Regions from separate parts of the Mus musculus genome. Here regions 1 and 3 are each linked to region 2. The links are chromatin contacts, called in public promoter capture Hi-C maps. All regions are on one chromosome and are shown on one strand. The core of a region is the stretch at or near the end of the contact, and the rest is flanking DNA. Distances in the headings are between cores, read along the strand shown. Region 1 holds the start of Ndufc2 (NADH:ubiquinone oxidoreductase subunit C2). Region 2 holds the start of Acer3 (alkaline ceramidase 3). Region 3 holds the start of Aqp11 (aquaporin 11).

Region 1 (3,419 bases), core at 50-2,549, 910 kb after region 2:
TCACTGTAATCTTGCAGCTAAGTAATCAAATTCACCCACTTTCAGAACGCCTTGCACACCCCACCCCCACCCCCAGACATACGAAGTTCTTTTAACTCTTGCTTGATATTCAAAGTTAAGTTCACATCTAGTGACATGATAAAGACATTTGCCACCAAGTCTGACTTGGGGAGTTCAATCCCCAGGGCTGACACGGTATTGGAGAGAGAACTAATTCAGGTTGTTATCTCCCCTCTACCCCCCCCCCCATATAAAGAATAACTATAACAAAGACAGTTAGTTTGCTTCTACATGTATCTTTGGAATTCTACAGTTCTTAGCACAGCTACATTGTGTAAGCTAAGCTATTCTCAATCGTGACCAGAAGCCAGTGACAAACTAGAATATACAGCTTGCTAGTTTATTGACAGTCTCCTATTCCAGAATAAGGGCAGTAGTAGCGTCTGGAGTTTTGTCCACATTAGTCCTCTCCCCAGACCTTATGAATCAAACCAATATTTTAACTGTATATTATTTCTATGCACTCCAACTCTGAGAAGCTCTGGTTCTAAGCACACACCAACACAACACAAGCTCCTCTCTTTAACTAGACCGTGGGCAAGGTGCTTTAACTCTGCTTGGGTCTCGTGCTCTCGTCAGTACAATACTTTCTCACGTCTGAGAGAAATGGGCTGGGCAACCGTTTAGCACGAAGTACAACGCGAACTGTGAGGAGCCCTTCTTGAGTCCTTCGCAGACTTAACCGTGGGGTTTAGAAGTCCCCATTGCACTGCACTTGGTTTTCTTCAATGTGGCTACTCTTGGCGCTGAGAACCCGAGAGGGGATGCACGCCCTGGGAGAGCCAGGCGCCCCCAGCTAGGCAGGAAGGCCTCGTAGAGCACAGATGACCTCAGCGGGCAACCCTGCAGCTCCTCGTCCGAGCGGGATCGCCCGCAGCCCTCACCTGCTCTCATCACCGGTCGCATCCGCAGCATGTTGTCCATCAGGCCCGTGCAGTAGCCCAACAAGCCCATGTAGACAAGCCGCGGGTCGTTCAGCTTGGGCGGGGGCAGGCTCCGGGCCTCGTCCGGCAAGAATTTTAAGGGCTCATGGCCCGGCCGGCCGTTCATCATCTTGAGGCAGGTTCCACGAGAGGTTTGACCTCGACTCCAACTATAGGAAAAACAACGACTCCAAACGCCGTGACCGAGCTACCGTCCTCCTCCGCGCTCTAGGCTGAAGGGCATTGCGTACGGCGGTGCAGCACCCAAAAGCTTCCCTGTGCGCTCAGCCTTAGCAACCTCTGCACGCGAGGTTCCGGGCTTCTAAGTGGCCCACAACGCGTGAAGGCTTGCGCTGACATTGTAGTGTGTGTGTGTGTGTGTGTGTGTGTGTGGGGGGGGGTTATAATAAATAACCCACAGTGGGCAAAGGCTAGGAAACATTGGTATGTATGTATGTATGTATGTATGTATGTATGTATGTAGTCCAGTTACCACAATCGAAATTGTCTCTCACTTACTTGCCCCCAGGCCTATGGCTCTTCAGAAAACATTATCTTAGCATCCAAAAATCAACATCTACAAGTGGTCATAATGGCTAGTTCATTTATCTAAAGCCTATAAAAGCAAGCTTTCTGGGGTTCCAGCAGTTCGTTTGCAGTTACTTCCCCCACCCCCAAAGCCTAAAATGAAGGTAAGGTCAGCACCAGGGTATTCGGAGGTCAGGAGCGAATCATTTACCCTAACCTTGAGATTCAGTTCTGGCGATAGTCTGCTAAAATGGTTCCCCCTAGGCCTTCAGGTCTATGTACGTGGCTGAGAGAAGTGTTCCCCAACGGATTAAGGAGTGAAAGAAGGAATTCCTAAAGTTCTATCAAGCGATTGCCTAGTCTCTTTCCGCTCACCTAAAATAAAGGACTTTCCGTACTTGAACATCTCCCTTTGGAAAGCCCTTCCTGATACTGAAAATGTATATGCTTCTAAGACAGGAGTACTAAATACCAGCTAAGAGTCGAGTGCGGGGATATTCCTCAATACTTGTACTCTTTGAGGAAAATCCAGTGAGACACACAGATAAAAGCAATGGAGCATGTGAGCAAATCTCTCTTAAAATCGTAGTGGTGCCTGTAATCCTAGCAGTTGGCAAGCAGTATGTCATTCTTGGGTACACAAGTCCCTGCCTAAAATAGATGAAACAGACAGACAATACATAAAAGCAATACAGTTGCATCAGCTTGCGCAGACCGGGGTTGAGTAAGAGAAAGGGAGACTATTTATACGGTCTGGGAATCTACCTAACTTTACCATGTAATTAGCAAGTTGAAATGGTTTTCTTTTCCCTGTATCTTTGTCCAACACTGGTCTGAACTGGAAGTTATTTATTTCTTTTTGAGATTTGCTCAAGGTTTTTCATCAGGTAATTATCAGAGCCCACTAGCTAATTATCCTTTCTTGGAAGGAGGAAGGGAATTTATAAGAACCAGGGCCAGAGTCTCCTTTAGTGCCCCGCCGTGAGAGTGAGACTCCACACCTCCACTGCTCACCTCTACCTTCTGCCTAACAAAGGCTGGGGTGGGGTCTTTCCATATCTCTGTGTAGCACTAACTGACCTGAAATTTGCTACTTAGTCCAAGATAGCTTCAAACTAATGGTAAGTGTCCTGCACCCCACCCCACCCCCACTCCCAGTGCTGGGAATATAGTCCTATACCACTCTAGTTACCTCCACTCCACCAAGAGGACTCTTTACTTTACTTTTCTTTTCTTTACTTTTCTTTTTCTATTGGATATTTTATTTATTTACATTTCAAATGTTATCTTCTTTCCCGATCTGCCCCCCAAGCTCCCTATCCTATCCCCCCTCCTCCTGCTTCTATGAGGGTATGCCCCCACCCACCCACCCACCCACTCCTACCTCCCTGCCCTTTAATTCCCCTACACTGGGGCATCTAGCCTTTAGGGGACCAAGGGTGTCTTCTCCCATTGAGAGGACTCTTTTAAGCCAAATATTTTAAGTAAAACATTTTCAAGTAAAAATTATTTGAGAAAGCATACATTAGGATTTTCATGAAGTGCACCAAATAATTTGAATGCTCACAACTTAGGGCCCAGCAATTATACATCTTATCTTCTGTCCTATAGAACAGTATAACACTGCAGGGTGTGTTGGCTCACACTTGTAATCCCAACACTTAGGGGCTAAGAAAACAGGAGTTCCAAACATTGAGATCAGCTTTGCCTACAGAGTGAGACCCCATTTCCAATAAAATAAAACAAAAAAAAAAAAAACAAACGAGGGTCAGGGATGTGGCATAGTGATAGAGTGTTTGCCTTGTGCACTAGGCCCTGTGTTCTGCCCTCATCTCAACAAAACAAAGCAAATTGAACAACAACAATAAAAATATAGCATGGGAAAACCCTTTCTGCATAAAAAAAAAA
Region 2 (3,240 bases), core at 507-3,006:
ATAAAAAATAAATTAATAAAACATTTTTTGAGACTGTTTCTCTACATAGTCCTGGCTTTCTTAGAGTTCACTCTATAGGCCCAGCTGGGTTTGAACTCAGAGATCTGCCTGCCTCTGCTTTTTGAGAGTGCTGGGATTAAAGGCATGAGCCACCACTGTCTAGCTTAACTAATGTGATATATATATATATATCACATATTTAAAGCAAATACAGATGTACCTTGACTTTCAATGGTTCACCTCTGCTAAACCTATTTGAATGACATCCAATTGTGAATAATGATGCACATCTCTGGCCCCCTCCCCTTTGGTTGCAGCTCACCAGACTCATTTAGAAAATAACAATTGTATATCCCTGTTCTGCACAGTGTGGCCAGGCAGAATCTTGCAGGCTGGCTCACAAAGTATGGGAAGTGTCTCTATTCATGGTGTCATGAGTGTGGGATACGAAGGAAGGACAAAAGGCTCTCAGGTGTGAAAGCCAGGGAGGTCTTCAAGGAGCAAAATTTTAAACAAAAGTGGGAGAGTCGGCATCTTCATAGCAGGGGGAAAGTTTGATGGAGCTGAACACAAAAGGCAGCAGGATGTATCCATTATTTTTTAAGTTTTTACTTCTTCTTCTTCTTCTTCTTCTTCTTCTTCTTCTTATTATTATTATTATTATTATTATTATGCCCCCCCCCCAGTGTGTGTGTGTGTGTAGACACGTGTGCTATGTTGCCTGTACGGAGGTCTGGGGGCAACTTTATGAAGTCGGTTCTCTCCTTGTATTTTACATGGGTTCTTGAGATCAGGTTCAGCCTGCCAGGCTTGCATGGTAAGTGCCTTTAGCCAAACCCGTTGAGCCATCTCACGGACTTTAATAGCCCAGTGTGGAGGTGACAAGGGAGAAAAGCTCACTAAAGAGGCAGAAAATGCTGTGCATGGCCTAAAGGGAAGCCACAGACTTTTTAGTACTTTACTCAGTGTACACGTTTTTTTTTTTTTTTAAGAAAAGATTTGTTTGTTTGTTTGCTTATTTATTTATTTATTTATTTATTTGTTGTATGTGGGTACACTGTAGCTGCCTTCAGACACACCAGAAGAGGGCATTGGTTCTTATTACAGATGGTTGTGAGACACCATATGGTTGCTGGAAATTGAACTCAGGACCTCTGGAAGTCCAGTCAACGGTCCTAACAGCGGAGCCCCTCAGTGTATACTTTTAAAGGATCCTAATACCTGGTTTTTGTTCTGTACATTCTGACTTGTCCCTTTCACTCAGAATGACTTCCTGGGTATCTCTGGAGCTGCCTGGGGGTGTTGTTACTAGTCTCCTCCCTCGTTGGAGGTCCGTGGTCTGAGTTAGACACTGAGGTGTCTCATTGTGCAAGTTTAATCTTGACAGAGAAAGGTTTCTTCTCATTCTTGCCCCAATTAAAACAGACTGCCCTCACACTAATAGAGGCTTGGTCCCATCCTGACGGAAAAGTGGGTCCTGGAAGCCTCCCAACTTACTTCACCCTCACGTCGGGGTCGGCCGGGTTCCCCCCGCCCCTTTCCCTAACTCCTCTGGCTGATAACAACCTCTCCCACTTCTCCGGATTCCCACCCAGGGTCCAAGAGCTACAGATCAGCCCCGCACGATCAGGATGGGTCATTTGCGCCTGCCCCGGGAGCGGTGGGTGGGACTGGGCAGGGAGCGGGACGGGCCAGAGGCTCGGTGGGCGGGGCCTGCCTCTGGGCAGGTTCAGTGACGGCTCTAGCCCCGCCCCTGCCCTTTGGGTAAGGGAGGAGGAAGCCGGAGAGCGCGCTTTGCCTGAGCCGGCCCGAGAGCGGCTGAGCAGGGTGTGTGGGGCGTCAGCGCGATGGCTCCGGCTGTGGACCGCAAAGGCTATTGGGGCCCCACGACCTCCACATTGGACTGGTGTGAGGAGAACTATGTGGTGACCTTGTTCGTCGCTGAGTTCTGTGAGTGGAGCCTGAGGCGAGGGCGCGCGCCGAGGGGAGACGTGTGGGAGAACGCGGAGGGCGAACCTGGCGGCGAGGGTAGGCTCCAGGCCGGGCCCGCGAGCGGCAGCTAGGCGTGCGCGGCCGTGGGAAGCCGGGGAGCCGACGTGGCCGCCAGTGGTGCCTGGACTGGCTTCTGGGGGCCTTCAGGTTGGGGACGAAAGGGACGTACGAGCCGCGCCCGGACCTCGGATGAGAGCGTGAGGCGCGCCGCTGGGAATAGGAGTTCTTACCTGAGCGCGGCCGCTGCCAGGCCGGCCACTGCCCGCCCTGAAGTCGCTCGGGGCTGAGGAGGTCTCTGCCGGGAGGGCCCGAATGCTGCTACCCGGCCTCAGCCAGCCGGGCACAGAGAAGGGGACGCTCACTGGCTTCATCCACCCTCAATCCGGGAATACTCTTCAGGGGCCTTCCCTTCATCTGTCCGTTCTCGGTAGACCACTCACTTCCAGGAGACAGTTACCGTTTCTCAATGCCGGAGCCTCCACCCCCATTCTCACTCCTATTGCCATCCCTACCCGCTGCCTTCTTCTAGAGATCACTGTTCCTCTTGTCCCAGAGGTGGTAGCCAGAGCACCTAGTCACTACTTTCCTCAGCTGCTCTCCCAAGAGACTACCTCTCCCTGCTTCCCCACTGCATCTAGCTTATCAGACTTTCTAGGGGCTAGTGGTCATCTGAGGACACTTATTTCTATGAAAGCACTTTTAGAGTTCACGATTTGCTGCTCCTGGAGACCAGCATTACTAGCCAGATTAGGGTTTTCTCGGGGTGTGTGTGTTTGTGTGTGTGTGTGTTTGTGTTTTCTACATAATTATTCCAACCAGGCAAGAAAGAAATCAGCCACTTCTTCCATCCGCTTTGGTTAGCTTTTGAGAACACGTCCTTTTTTGGTTTCTGGCAAGGAACAGAGAATAGTCTTTGGTTGCTACTGCCTTCTTTTGAATGGATCCACTTTATTAGGCCGTGAGGCAAAACTCTTAGCTAACGTTCTGTACTTAAGTTCTTTTGGAGGACGAGTTTCAGGCCAGATGAGAAAGTCTTGTAGTTTTTCAGGACGTTAGTCCCATGCCCTTGAGGCCATGATTTAGGCTGAGTGTCAGAACCACTAGTTTAAATAAATAGTTTTTATACAGTAAAGGAGAAAATGGGCAAAGGGGATCATTTATAGGGTAATTACTTGGCAACCCAAACATTGGCAAAGGAAGCACTTTGCCTGTTAGTTTTTAGACAGTTTTGGCAAGAATACCAGAGGC
Region 3 (3,274 bases), core at 113-2,612, 570 kb after region 2:
TCACCCTCCACACCTTCTGTGGCCCTGGCCCTGGTATGCCATGGTTGGAAGTCACAAAGACCATCTAGGAGGAAGGTCGCCTCAGAAAGTGACTTCCAGAACTATTTTAATATTCCCTTTTTCCCCCCTTCCCTTTTGCTCCGGCCCCGCTCGCACTGGACCATAGGTTTTTTATTTGTTTTTCATTAAGGATGGTTGTGAGCCACCATGTGGTTGCTGGGATTTGAACTCACGACCTCCGGAAAAGCAGTCAGTGTTCTTAACCGCTGAGCCATCTCACCAGCACCTATTTTAATATTCTTATTTGGGATATCTATAAGGCAAACTTCACAATAGATGTTAACTGTGCTGGAATACTTGACTCTCAGCTGGTGCAAGACTTCAGCTCCAGGCTAGCTTCCTTTCCATGGCCCCTCAAACTCCCTTCTTTCCATCCTGCCTCAGGTTGTCCCAGGATTCTGGGAAGCCAACCAATCCAAGGGTTTCCTTCCCACACTGGATGCCAATGAGAACAAGCAAACAATGTTTTCTTAGTATTTTAATATCTCATGATGAAGATAACATAAACATTATAAACTTTGAGGACTTCATGCCTAAACCACCACCTGCAGGCAAGGTGCTTCCAGCAGGTAAAGGTGCCCAATTGAGGACTTGAGTTTGATCCCTGGGACCCACCTTGTGGAACACATGAGATTGGGCACAGCGACCCCCGTATGTATGTATGTATGTATGTATGTATGTATGTATATACATACATATATATATATGTGTGTGTGTGTGTGTGTATGCACATATATAAACATAAATAAGACAATTAGATAATTAAGCAAATGCATTCGATAAAAAATAAAACACAACATCCAAAGTTTGGAAATAGTGGCGATAGCTAGATAAAGTGTGAATATAATTAACGTCAATTTTACACATAAATGGATATATATATTTTCCCCCACACTTACGAAAAAAGTTCGAGTGTGGGTGAAGAAAACCAAAGCTCTAACACCTTGTCAAACCAGTCAAACCTCGGTTCTCACGCCCACTCCCAGTTGACCACAGCTCCTTCCCTGAGGGTCACCTCCTCGCTCCTCAACCTCAGTCTCTCCATTAGTAAAAACGGGGTGGCTGCAAAGATGACCTCTGGGGCTCCGTGGAGTACAGTTTCCGGAGTGTGCAAAGATCAAGGCAGAGTTCCCAAGCCACGCTCCGATCGCCACATGCTCTAGCACCAGCGTGGTGCGGTCTTAGGCTCGGGGTCCGGCGCTGAGAGCCCAGAGCTCGGGCGCCACGCGCGTGCGCAGTGGTCTCGGGGCCCTGGCCCTGTGCTGAGGGAGGCGGCGGAAGGCGGGTGCGCGTGGGGCTCTACAGACCGTTGTCCCCTCCGCCAGTGCCCAGGGACAGCTCCCTCGCCGCCTCCTTTCCCCCGCCCTCCCCCCCTCCCCGGCTCAGGTCACATCTGCACAGCGCAGCCGGGGAGGGGAGGAGCCCTCCAGCGCGGAACCCGGGCTCTCCACTCGGCCCGCCCCTGAGGGGCGTGGGAGGGCGGGGCGGCGGACTTCGGACTCCAGCCCCCGACGCTCCTCTGTCCCTGCCGCCCTCAGCCATCCCCAGCGGTGAGGGAGCCATGTCCGCGCTACTGGGGCTCCGGCCCGAGGTGCAGGACACCTGCATCTCGCTGGGGCTAATGCTGCTGTTCGTGCTGTTCGTGGGGCTGGCCCGCGTGATCGCCCGGCAACAGCTACACAGGCCCGTGGTCCACGCCTTCGTCCTGGAGTTTCTAGCTACCTTCCAGCTCTGCTGCTGCACCCACGAGCTCCAAGTGCTGAGCGAGCAGGACTCTGCGCACCCCACCTGGACTCTGACACTGATCTACTTCTTTTCCTTGGTGCATGGCCTGACCCTGGTGGGCACAGCTAGCAACCCGTGCGGCGTGATGATGCAGATGATTCTGGGGGGTATGTCCCCCGAAATGGGTGCCGTGAGGTTGTTGGCTCAGCTGGTTAGCGCCCTGTGCAGCAGGTACTGCATAAGCGCCCTGTGGAGCCTGAGTCTGACCAAGTACCATTACGACGAAAGGATCTTAGCTTGCAGGAATCCCATCCACACCGACATGTCCAAAGCGATCATCATAGAGGCCATCTGCTCCTTTATTTTCCACAGCGCTCTACTGCACTTCCAGGAGGTCCGAACCAAGCTTCGCATCCACCTGCTGGCTGCACTCATCACCTTTTTGGCCTATGCAGGTTTGTTATTCCTACCAAACACTTGGCAGTCCGGAGCCTCTATGACCAGAGGTTCTAAGTTCTTTACCGATACATTTGAGCACCCCCTGCACCCTACCCTGGGCCACTTATTATTCTAACCACCTTGCAGCCTAGCAGTTGGAGCCAACATACAGATCTTCATTCATTGCTGTTTTGAACACCCAGAGAAAGCAGACACTCCGGTGCCGAAACTAAGATCGTGGCAGATTACTGCCAAAGGCTTAAATAGCCCACAAAGGGATTGTTTTAATGTTAGAAAGGCAGCTTATCAGTTACGGCTCTCATGCCAAGGTGGTATAGATTGCTTCTGACACTCTTACTGAGAAACGATCCGGTCAAAAAGTTCCTTCGAGCTTAAAGTGCACGATAGGTCAGTAGTTGACCGCGAGGAGAAGCAGTTCTGTAGCTGCATTCACGTCCTACTTTTTTCCTACAAATTACTTGTCATATTCCTTATGTGGAGTTGCACGTGGACTTTTAAGTAGACTCCCATGAAAGGTGTGTTTCAAGTTTAAACTGTTCTTGTTTTGTTTTTACGAGACAGGGTTTCTCTGTGTATCCCTGGCTGTCCTGAAACTCACTTTGTAGACCAGGCTGGCCTCGAACTCAGAAATCCACCTGCCTCTGCCTCTCAAGTGCTGGGATTAAAGGCGTTTGCCACCACAGTCCGGCTCAAGTTTAAAATGTTTTTAAAGATGCTCTTTAAAAACAAATCATTCTCAGCTGGGTGTGGTGGCACACGCCTGTAATCCCATCACTCAGGAAGCAGAGGAGGAGGATAATGTTAAATTCGTTGTCAGACAGTGCTAAATACTGAAACCCGGTCTAAGGAAAACAAAACAAAAACAAGAAAAAAAAACCCTCCAGAAGTCTTATTTACTTGTTTACTTTCACAAAGCTTAGCTGCAGTAGCAATTCAAAAATTGTTTAATGATAAAATGCGCCTTTTAAAAGAGTGTGTCATTTAAAATAATGAAATACTTTTACTGGGATGATAGTGGAACTATAAAGAA

What was found. Promoter capture Hi-C pulls out the DNA fragments that hold promoters and counts their contacts.
Region 1: a contact with region 2 is called in a promoter capture Hi-C map of pre-B cells, with 2.1 times the contacts expected there. The contact joins the promoter of Ndufc2 here to the promoter of Acer3 in region 2. A contact is called at or near these places in 3 of 39 promoter capture datasets (the C10 cell line, the HPC-7 cell line and pre-B cells) and 1 of 115 datasets of contacts at active chromatin or transcription factors (pancreatic cancer cells).
Region 3: a promoter capture Hi-C map of pre-B cells shows a contact between it and region 2, with 3 times the contacts expected there. The contact joins the promoter of Aqp11 here to the promoter of Acer3 in region 2. A contact is called at or near these places in 11 of 39 promoter capture datasets (the 3T3-L1 cell line, 3T3-L1-derived adipocytes, the C10 cell line and 7 more), 1 of 484 Hi-C or Micro-C datasets (the G1E-ER4 cell line), 4 of 115 datasets of contacts at active chromatin or transcription factors (astrocytes, bone marrow-derived macrophages, pancreatic cancer cells and 1 more) and 2 of 9 other capture datasets (embryonic stem cells and liver).

The regions. Positions count from the first base shown.
Region 1 is chr7:97,397,883-97,401,301 of GRCm38.p6, reverse strand. Ndufc2 (NADH:ubiquinone oxidoreductase subunit C2) reads right to left here and starts at 1,299. Exons shown (of 3, transcript NM_024220.2): 1 at 945-1,299. The coding sequence starts at 1,113.
Region 2 is chr7:98,308,058-98,311,297 of GRCm38.p6, reverse strand. It overlaps Acer3 (alkaline ceramidase 3), which reads left to right and starts at 1,756. Exons shown (of 11, transcript NM_025408.3): 1 at 1,756-1,950. The coding sequence starts at 1,848.
Region 3 is chr7:97,736,335-97,739,608 of GRCm38.p6, reverse strand. Aqp11 (aquaporin 11) reads left to right here and starts at 1,362. Exons shown (of 3, transcript NM_175105.3): 1 at 1,362-2,240. The coding sequence starts at 1,622.